Linked DNA regions of Gasterosteus aculeatus: region 2 is linked to region 1. Evidence: chromatin contacts called from public Hi-C data. All regions are on one chromosome and are shown on one strand. The core of a region is the stretch at or near the end of the contact, and the rest is flanking DNA. Distances in the headings are between cores, read along the strand shown.

Region 1 (4,842 bases), core at 669-3,168:
GATGCCATAGCCGCTGGCGTAGCCGCCCTGAGCTGCTCCCGTCACTCCAATGTGGCTGTGAGGTGGCAGGTACTGATCGAACTCATCGACGTCGAAGCTGCCCATGTTGGAGATGACCTCGCTGCTCAGCTCGCCGATGTCCACAGCTCCAAAGTCGATGTTGAGCTGGCGGCTGGTGCCCTCCTGCATGGGGCGACCCTCTCGCTTCAGGTCAGCCTTGCTGGAGGGCAGGTCTGTCTTGGGGGTGGTAGGGGGTGTTGGAGGGCCCTGGGACGGACCTGGTTGGAGGAAAGACAAGAGTTAGCCTTGAAATAAAATGTACCCGCGTGGTGAATCGAAATGCCAGTGTATTTGCAAATGGTTTCAGGAGGAGGTTTTGTTGACACTGTACCGACAGATACCAGCACGATGGCTTGTAAAACACTAATCATTAAGCACTAATCATTAACAGGTGCCTGTTCAAGGCCCTAACAGCTTCTGAATATTTGATTTATACCAGCACGTGCTTACTGTACCAGCAAAATGTGCTCTTTATTTCCCGCATTATATTCTCACCTGAATGCTCTCCTGGAGAATGCACCTCGCCCGAACTTGAAGCTGGAGAATCGACCTGCTGCAGAGCCTTGAAGATCGCATTTGGAGAGATGTGGGTTTGCTCGCCGTCCTCGGGGTCGTTTTGCCCGTTTTTCACGGACTTTCTCCGCCTGGGCTGATATTTGTAGTCGGGGTGGTCCTTCTTGTGCTGGACTCTCAAACGCTCAGCTTCTTCCACAAACGGGCGCTTCTCTGCTTCGTTGAGCAATCTGAAAATATCACGGATAATTGTACATTCACATTAAAACGCGTTCAATTGGCAGCAAGCACGACATACATTGATTATTTTAATGTTCGAGAAAAGCAGCCACAAAAAAAGTTTGCGCATTCTAAGCCCAGACCAGCTGGATAGTAAAACAAGCAGTTATATATAGATAAAACCGCAATAATTAGTAATGTAATTTTAAAAGCTGTAGTCAAATTACAAGGCAGATTGAAGCAGCTGTACACGAAGTGGCGCATCGCATCGGAGAAATAGTTGTTCCCGCACACGGCGGCGCGTAAATACGCACGAGTTATTGCGAATGCAAAGCAAACCTACCTCCAAAGTTTTCCCAGGGTTTTGCTGAGTTCGGCATTGTGCAAATGCGGGTATTGATCGGCCAGCTTCCTCCTTGCGGCTTGAGCCCAGACCATGAACGCATTCATGGGTCTCTTGACGTGAGGTTTGCTTTTACTCGAGCCGTTGACGCGCACCGGCATGGGCACCAGAGTCCAGTCGTAGCCCTTCAACACCTGGGACACCGCATCTCTGATGCACACGGGGAACTTTTCTTCTTCGCCCTCTTTCTTGTAGTCTGCACCCAGGAGGAGGTGGTTGTCGGACGGCCGGGTGTTCTCAGTGTCCGAACCGGACACGGAGCACGGTGAGCCTGCGGAGTCCTCGGACATGCTGGGACTGGGAGCGTCAGAGTGACACTTCTCCTGTTCTTCTGTCATCTTCAGGTAAGGGTCGAGGAGATTCATGCGAAAAAATTGAAAGAAAAACTTCTCGCAGTGAAAACAACAACAAAAAAGGAGAAAATCCTTATTTCTAAATCCGAGTGCTGTGCCCAAAGACTGCAGTGACAGCCTATCAGGGCGCACGGCTTGACGGGCAAACTTGAATCCTTTTTTTAAAAAAAACACACACACACACAAAAAAAATGTCAAAAATAAAAGTTTTTGACGATCCGTCGACTTTCACAAGCGAAGAAGGGAAATCTGTTTCTCTTTCTAATGCTCAGCGTTGCAACTGTGACTTAAGGAGAAATGTGGCTGAGATGTCTGCTCCTGGAGCGTCGCTGAAGAGTCTAGAGACGCAGGAGGCGAAGCCCGGATTTATGTTTGACGGCCGCGAACTGATTGGGGGAAAACTTGTGGTAGGCGGAGACGTAATATGACTCTGCTCTGAGGGATTGATGCAGTCAACAACAACGAAACCACAGTCACAGTAGAGAAGAGGTGTTTTCCCCTTATAAACCCAGGTTTCATTGACATTTTAGCTTTGATGAAAAGTTTAAACTTATCTCACACTCTCTGACAAAAAGTAAGGCTATACTTAGTAAAAAGTCACAACCTCGAAATGTTACAATAATGTTTGGGATTTTAATATTGCAGTGAAATCAAGATGAAAAAAAAGAAAAAAGACCCTCTGAATTTACTTTGATACTAGAGGCGAAAGCATTTTACTCACTTTATTGTTAGAGGCATCTATTGGTATATGTACTTGTACTTTATTCTTCTTTCTTTTATTTATTTCAAGCAGGAACTACAGGCTAATTTGCATATTGGGAAAAAACCTGTCCCCCGATTGACAAGTCACTTGCTTTGCCGACAAAAAGTCAAAGAATCTGACTCTGAATCTCAAAGTTGGGGTTTCAGGTAAAGTCGCCACGATCAATTGGAAACCTGTTTCTCCTTTCTACATTCGAGTAGTTCTCATTTGGAAACTGGGGACGTTTTTTGATGGTATTTTCTTCTACTCTTCTTTTGGAATAACGCGGGTAGCTTTGTGCACGGAGACAATCCCGTGAGCCGCATCCCCGTCGCCTCTCGGCTCGATGCAGTGACCAATCGGACCAACAGGGGGCGACAGCAGTCCAGCAACTGTGCAGCGCGCCAACCATTCAGACACTACCGGGTGATACAAACATATTGTTATTCCGGTAGATGGGTTATTAGTGACATGTGGCTTTAAAAACGATTCTTATTTCAAATAAACAACAAGTGACATGCGGTATCCCCCATTTTTGACGTTTACTGTTGAAGTTTAGAAAAGCTGAAGATTACTATTTTGATTGATGATTTAGATTGCTGCTGATTCAGTGATTGGTGATTTGCAACTATTTCTATTCTATCTTTTGACAATGTGAATCTAGAGGACAAATATAAATAATAGCAGTATTAACAATGATGATTAAATTAATAATAATCATAAGAATGATAAGTTTGTGAAAGTAAGTAAAGTAATATGTTAGGCTACTTAGTTGATTTAAGGTTTTCCTCGGTCGACGCAAACATTTAAAAATGTCTGTGGAGAACCGGATCAAAACAAACATGTCTCAACACTGAAATCTACTTTGCTGGATTTGTTCCAACACTTGTTTTTGCTGCACAAAGGACACTTTGTTGAGAGAGTTCAGTCCCTATAATCCATGCTTACCATTTTATAAACCAAATCCGACTGCTGCTTGTTATGTGTCGACATTCAGTCATGAAAACTGAAAGTTTTCTATTTTTATCACAAAGTTGGTTTAATAATCAAGGAGTCCAAAGTAAAGAACTTTTATTAATGAAGTATATCTGTAATCATTTAAGAATATAATATCAACCACATTGAATGGGGCTGATAAGAACATAAAATACTTATTATTTTTTAAATAACACATATCATTCTCTTGCAGAATACTTAGTAATAGCCTGTCGGCAGTCGGAGCCTTTCATTGCTGGGTTAACATTTTGAAAATCACCTTTCATATTCAAAGAGGGCAGTCGTTCAAGATTTGCTGTGAAAGCCTTTCAGCCCATCTTGACCCTGACATGTTCATTAAAACGTGCCCGTCTCCCGCATACAACTAAATGAAATACAACAAAACAAAGTGGTGTGAAACAAAGTGGATTTGAAAAAATGAAGGACTGTTTGAGTTGTTTTTTTTTCACGGGAGTTAATAGTTATAATTATGTTGATTTTGTAACACTCTAAAGTAACCCGACTCTCTGTACTTATCATGAAACCCTTGATCTATTTCCCGCAATGTACTTAAACCCTTTGAATTCTCTCTCAAGGTTTCAGCTCACTTCAGGCACCAATATCCTTCTGGCAGTCTCTTACTTTTGCTGTGTACAAACCAACACACCATATCTCATTAGAGCGTAAATATTTGTCATTTTCAGTTTTTTGGAGGCGAGCTGCTGCCATTTGAGACGGCGGGTTTCAACATGCAGAGGAGGAAACCCATGTGATGGCTAACACGGAGGCATCAGAGATGCGGTCGCTCGTGTTTGCGCCCCCACAGTGCTAACGGCAGAAGGCTTGAGGTGCCCCGTAGAATGGGAGGAGGGTGGGGGACGCAGGTCCTCAGGCGGCCCGGGCTCGCAGCTTACATGGAATACCCGCCTGCAGGCCGAGCAGGTCTTGGGAAACTTCTCAGCTTGACTTCGAGCCGTGGCGTCAAAAGTTTGAGTCAAACACTGAGGGTAAACTGCCAAGTCATGTCTTCCACCTTCCCTGGCTCGCTCAGATTCCACTGTAAATGTTTGAGCAGGCCGCCCCCTTTTTTTTTTTCAAACGTGTTGGTGCGTCGCCTTCGAAGAATGCTTCTCAACAATTGAATCAAAAGAAGCGGTACATGCATGTGTTGCATTTCGCAATTCTTTGATTGAAGGGAAGGTTTGATTTATTTCCTTGTGCAGGAATGTATAAAGGCTATGCGGAGAACTTTTAAAAATGTTGCAATAGCATTGAAATCCTTTGTTTGAATGATCTCGCGCCCATAAGAGACGGAAAGACTTCCCCGATTGACAAATACTGCGGCAGGGTGACGCGGTGGAGGCAGAGGTGGCTTCGGCCGCTCACAACAGACGTAACACCTGTCTGAGATTTTCCGCAACTAGTGCCAACTGGCCGAGACATGTCAGAAGACTGCGACAGGAAGAACTGAGATTATCCCGCCGGAGAAAAGTCTGAACTTCTGCTTTCCGCTGTTGGTTCTTATCAAAATGCACTATTGTTTAATTGACCTGGCAGTTTCCACCCTCCATCATCGG
Region 2 (4,842 bases), core at 1,642-4,141, 77 kb before region 1:
GGTTAAGGTAAACAGATTGAGTTGCTGTGGTCGAGCGTGTTAATGGTGTGTTTATGGGCTTAAGTCGAGTGGTGATTTATCATGTCCAAACCCGATCAAGCTTAATACCTGGCGTGTGTGTGTGTGTGTGACATTGCACGCGGGTTACTGAGTGGCATGTCCTCCTGTGACCGTGTCTCGGTATTGTGGGCAGGCAAATGGAAGGCAATAGAACACTTTTATTACAGGTTAATTACACCCTCCTCTTGTAGCCAGTGCGCCAGAGCATTACCTCATCAGGTCTGCGGGGCGCAAGACTCGATAAAAATATCCTTCGATCATTAGGCGATCGCCGTGAGCAATATCAGGTAGTAAAAAGAGAAGAAAAAGCTTTAGTGAATCCTTTCATTCAGAGCACCAGTTACACTCAGTTACACCGTGTGTGTGTGTGTTTAGAATGGGCTCTAAAGTTTGTCTGAACAGGAGAACTGTCATTTATTAGTCGTGCAGGAACAATGGGGAGCTTGTCTCCAGGGTGGTGGGGGCCAGAGGGGGGCCAGAGGGGGCCGGTGGAGCCAGGGGAGGGTGGCCTGAGATTGGGCAGCAGCCTCTGACCAAGAACAAGCCCCTGTCTGATGGAGAGAACTGCTGACCCTTCCTGAGTAAAATGGCACCTTTGTTTCGAGGTGTATGTGTTTGTGCATATGTGTTTATGTGTGTGTGAGAGAGAGAGAGAGAGAGAGGGTTTGAAAAGCTGGGCGAACTGTGTCAACTCTTTTTTCCCTCCGTTTGTGATTTTCTCCTCTGGGATTATGGAGGAACATGTCAAAGAAGTGCTGTCAAATTAACCGGTCGTCTCACGTGTAACTCCTCGGAATTTAACATGGATTGATATGATTTTTTTGAGACCTTGTGCTTTCAAAAATGGCTAAACGAGGTGTTCAATTTCCACAGTAATGGAAAACAGAGGAGGATGTCTGTCTCGCTGCACAACGTTCTCGACCTCTGTGATGCTGCAACACCAGACCACCCGCTCAAATGAATTCACTGTTCTTTTTTCCTAATGTCTTCTCACCCTAATGATGCACACAGGGGAGGTATCAGGTGTTTAAACAGGCGTGAGAGGAGGGGGGTGGGGGGGGTGAATAAATAGAAGGAAGGTGGTTTAAATGCTGGTGGGTTATGGCAGCAGATTGCTGATTTCCTACCGGGAAACCGCAACTTGGTGTGCGTGCCTGTGTGTGTGTGTGTGTGTGTGTGTGTGTGTGTGTGTGTGTGTGTGCGTCCCTCTGTGTAAATGAGGGTGTTTATCCCATTTGGGAGTCATCGGGAAGTGGGATGCTGAGAGAGACGGACAGCTTGTGCTCGAGTGAGAGCGTCGGCGGTGGGGGGGGGGTGGGAGGCGCGCTTAAGACAAAGTGGTGAACATGAAAATAAGATTTGTCACAATGATGCTTCTGGCTCTGGCACTGGAAGCATGTATTGTTTGATAAGCCTCCCTCTGCTCCGGGTCTTCAGGCTCTTTCACGTTTAACTCCGTGTGCCGTACGGGGCCCGCCATGTCTAACTGTCATTTAAACCCTGTGACCCCCCCCCGGCCGTCCTTCACCTGCTTCGTTATAAGCGCAAACTGACCACACTTCTGGCAGGAGAATTTCCTTTCTCCCCATTTCGCCTCTCAAATACGTCCCCTTCCACCCAACCGGTGACCACATATGTCCTTTACTCTGCTGGGTGTCGCTTCCCCCCCCCCCACTCTGACAAGTCACACCTGCACAAGTTAGCAATCCTTATTCAGGAGTTTGCTCCCGTTTAAAAAACAATTCCATTCACTCCACCCTTTCATTCTTCCCGTTTCCTTGGTTCTCAGTGTGAAGGATAAAAGAGACATTTTCAGTGTGAAGAGGAGCGTGAAATTCCCTCTGTGACCTCCCCGGGACACAGCAGACCACCGGGCTCCTCACGCGACGTCTCAGTGCTAGTGTGGATGATCCGTGTAAAGCTCTGCGACAGATTTGAATGTCTCTGTTTCACTTCTTTCTTTGAGGGAGACCGAATGAGGTTGAGCTGCACTGCTTCTCACACAAGAAGTGTAATTGTGTCGGAGCGGTGCACAGAAATGATCGTGTCCGATAAAAGCAGCAGGCCCCTGAGGCCCGGCGCCCCCCCGGTGTGTAGGCCTGTGAGTCAGGTGGTCGTCCCTGATCTTCTGACGGACTCAGCGTGGAAGCGGCTGTCTGTGTCCCTGACCAGAGGAAACAGAGAAGCCCGCTGGGGCAAAGCGCTGTGACGCCTCCGGAGGTCGGCCGTCATCGCGAGGCGTCGCTCGTCCAACGGGCTGTGAAGGAGAAACAAGACAATCCTGCACTTCATCGGCATGAGGATTGAAATGTCTGCACTGGCTAATAGGCTGCGTGGAATAGTGTCAGGCCAAACAAACATATTGACGTTGACTGTTAGTGTAGGGTTGGGGTTTGTGTATTTGTTGGAGTCTGCTGCGCCCTTGTGGACAATGTAGGCGGTGACAGAATAATACTTTACTGGGTCGCATATTCTCTGTTTGCCACTAAAGATCTGTGGCGCCAATGGACAACCTGAGCAAGGACAGAATCAACGTTTGTGTTTACAATAATAACAGTGAAGCTATTTAATAATCACAAATTGAATGATTCATGGTCATATGGAAAACAGTTATGTATTTATTCTAGGCAAACGTTTGCCTAAATTGCACAGAATCTAATCATAATTCCTATTTTGCACTACATTTACATTGTGCTGTTATATTACTACATAATAAGGAATGTCTCTCACCTTGAAATATAATTCATTTTACATTCTCTAACAGCACTGTTGACAGATTATAAGATTAAGCATAATAGTACGTGTACAACTCATCACACCGTTGTACGGATCTCTTAACATATAGTACACTCCCTGGAACCACATTTAGGTCACTTTACAGTAACTTTATTAGATGTTTATTCACGCCGCCTATATGAGCTACACATTTAATTTGAAAGCAAAAACAATTGATACAATTAAGTCTTTTCTGAATGTTTGCAAGGTCTAAACTGTAATATTTATATTTCACATACTTTTTTGTGTTACTCATTGTAACGTGTGTTAGTATATGAAATGCCTGGCGTTGGTTTTCCTGTTCAGGAGGACGTTTTAATGTTATAATATATAAGCATTTCGATATAATTTCCACCTACACGCCTTTAGGCAACGGAGGCATGTCCTAATCCTCAATAACCACTAGAGGTCAGTGTTGGATCCTTGTTTGGAGACATGCAAGAGGAATCCACTGATTTCTTTACTTAATGTAGCAAAGTACAATTAAATGTACCCTGGTTATCAAATATGATATAATATTTTTTTTTATTATTTTTAAATTTCACATTAGTTGGGAGAACTGAATAGTGTGGAACATGTTACGTGTTGCTGGATTTGATCCGATAATGAAACCCAGCAACATATCACTTGTCAACGCTTTGCTATAAGTAAAGTTTTGAGAAATGATAATGAAAATAGGCTAATGGTGTGGATATTATACTGTTTATAGTAATATATCAAGATAGACATCGTTCCACAGTCGGGATCCTCCAAATAACAAAGTAAAAACCATAACCATCAATGTCAGGAAAGTCCAAGTCGTCAGTAATGTCAGTAATTTGGTCAAAGGCTAAAGCGCTTATAATGTCATCAGTAGACATTTAGAAAACATTTGTACGGTTGCCTGGCGTGTGCAAAGGGAGCTTCGGTAAACTGTATTTAAGTACGAACATATAGCCGTGTGTCATGCACATAAATAAAGCTTCAGAATGATCTGGCTGAGGGAGAATCATGTTTATAGACAACAGCAGAAGCCCAATAATCAACCCACCACAAGGCCACAAGATGAAAATGAGTCACAGAAGAAAGGACATTTAATAGCAGAGAAAGTTCTATTGGAGAGGTGAGAACGCAGCGGGTTCCTTTTGTACTAACGCAGGTTTCCAGACGGTACAGGAGCACAGAGTGATCGATTTGTGTTGAAAGCTGCTCTCGAAACGGATAATATGGTAAAAAATTGCAGCACTGAAGATAAAAGGTGGTGATTTAGTAACTGGGCTGTGATTGTAGAGTGATAAAGGATCAACATTATTCATCTTGTTTACATTTCATCATGAGCGGTTGAATAGTTGCTTGCACAAAACAATTTGGAAAGATGTCGTGGGAGAACTGAATAATCACAATAAAATAAATTGTGTGATAAATAAAGGAGTAACTTGTCAAAAATACATGTGCAGGATTTCACCCTGGAAACTAATTCACTATGTCAACGTAAATGCTTTTAAAAATGGGTGAGCTCGCCAACTTCCCAGTATAAAGCTACGACAGTTGGCTACATCAGCCACAAGGTGGCGCTCTTGGATAAAGCTAAGAATGGGTCCCCCAACCCATTTTTTTTTGCACCATGGACGTCCACGGATATGAGCAAATCCAAAGATTAGACCAGCATAAAAAACAAATGAAGATATCAAAATATATAAAACAGAAAGCATGGAAACAATTACAAACGAGACGGTCCCTTCTGGGGCCAATGAGAGACGATCACACCTGTTAATATCTACTGCGTCATATTTTTTTTTTTTTAAGTTTAGGATGATGGAAATGGCTTGTTCTTCATCGTTTCTGATCTCAGATACTTGTAAGACTTCCGTCGTTTGCAATCTCCAGCAGTTCGTTTTCCTCCACAACGGACAACTGGTTGTGTTGTGGATCCATTAGTTTCCTATTTTGTAGGTCCGCTGTGTCAGGAACCTCTCGGTGCATCCGTAAATCCCTCTAGTGGAGCAGAGGTTAGTCTCCAGCCGTATC

The links. Hi-C and Micro-C count contacts between places; a contact is called where the count stands out from the background.
Region 2: a contact with region 1 is called in a Hi-C map of skeletal muscle, with 8 times the contacts expected there. The contact joins the enhancer-like site here to the promoter of LOC120827768 in region 1. A contact is called at or near these places in 4 of 6 Hi-C or Micro-C datasets (liver, skeletal muscle and whole body).

What each region holds. Positions count from the first base shown.
Region 1 is chr11:10,974,577-10,979,418 of fGasAcu3.hap1.1, reverse strand. It overlaps LOC120827768 (transcription factor Sox-9), which reads right to left and starts at 1,918. Exons shown (of 3, transcript XM_040190876.2): 1 at 1,136-1,918; 2 at 556-803; 3 at 1-278. The coding sequence starts at 1,560. All of the region lies in intron 1 of LOC144384527 (a long non-coding RNA gene), which reads left to right.
Region 2 is chr11:11,052,445-11,057,286 of fGasAcu3.hap1.1, reverse strand. The region is part of intron 1 of LOC120827769 (a long non-coding RNA gene); the gene reads left to right. Among protein-coding and RNA genes, the nearest start is that of LOC120827769, 5.3 kb to the left of the region's middle. Within about 2 kb of position 2,891, at least 1 of the 9 cell types and tissues checked has open chromatin away from gene starts, as enhancers often do.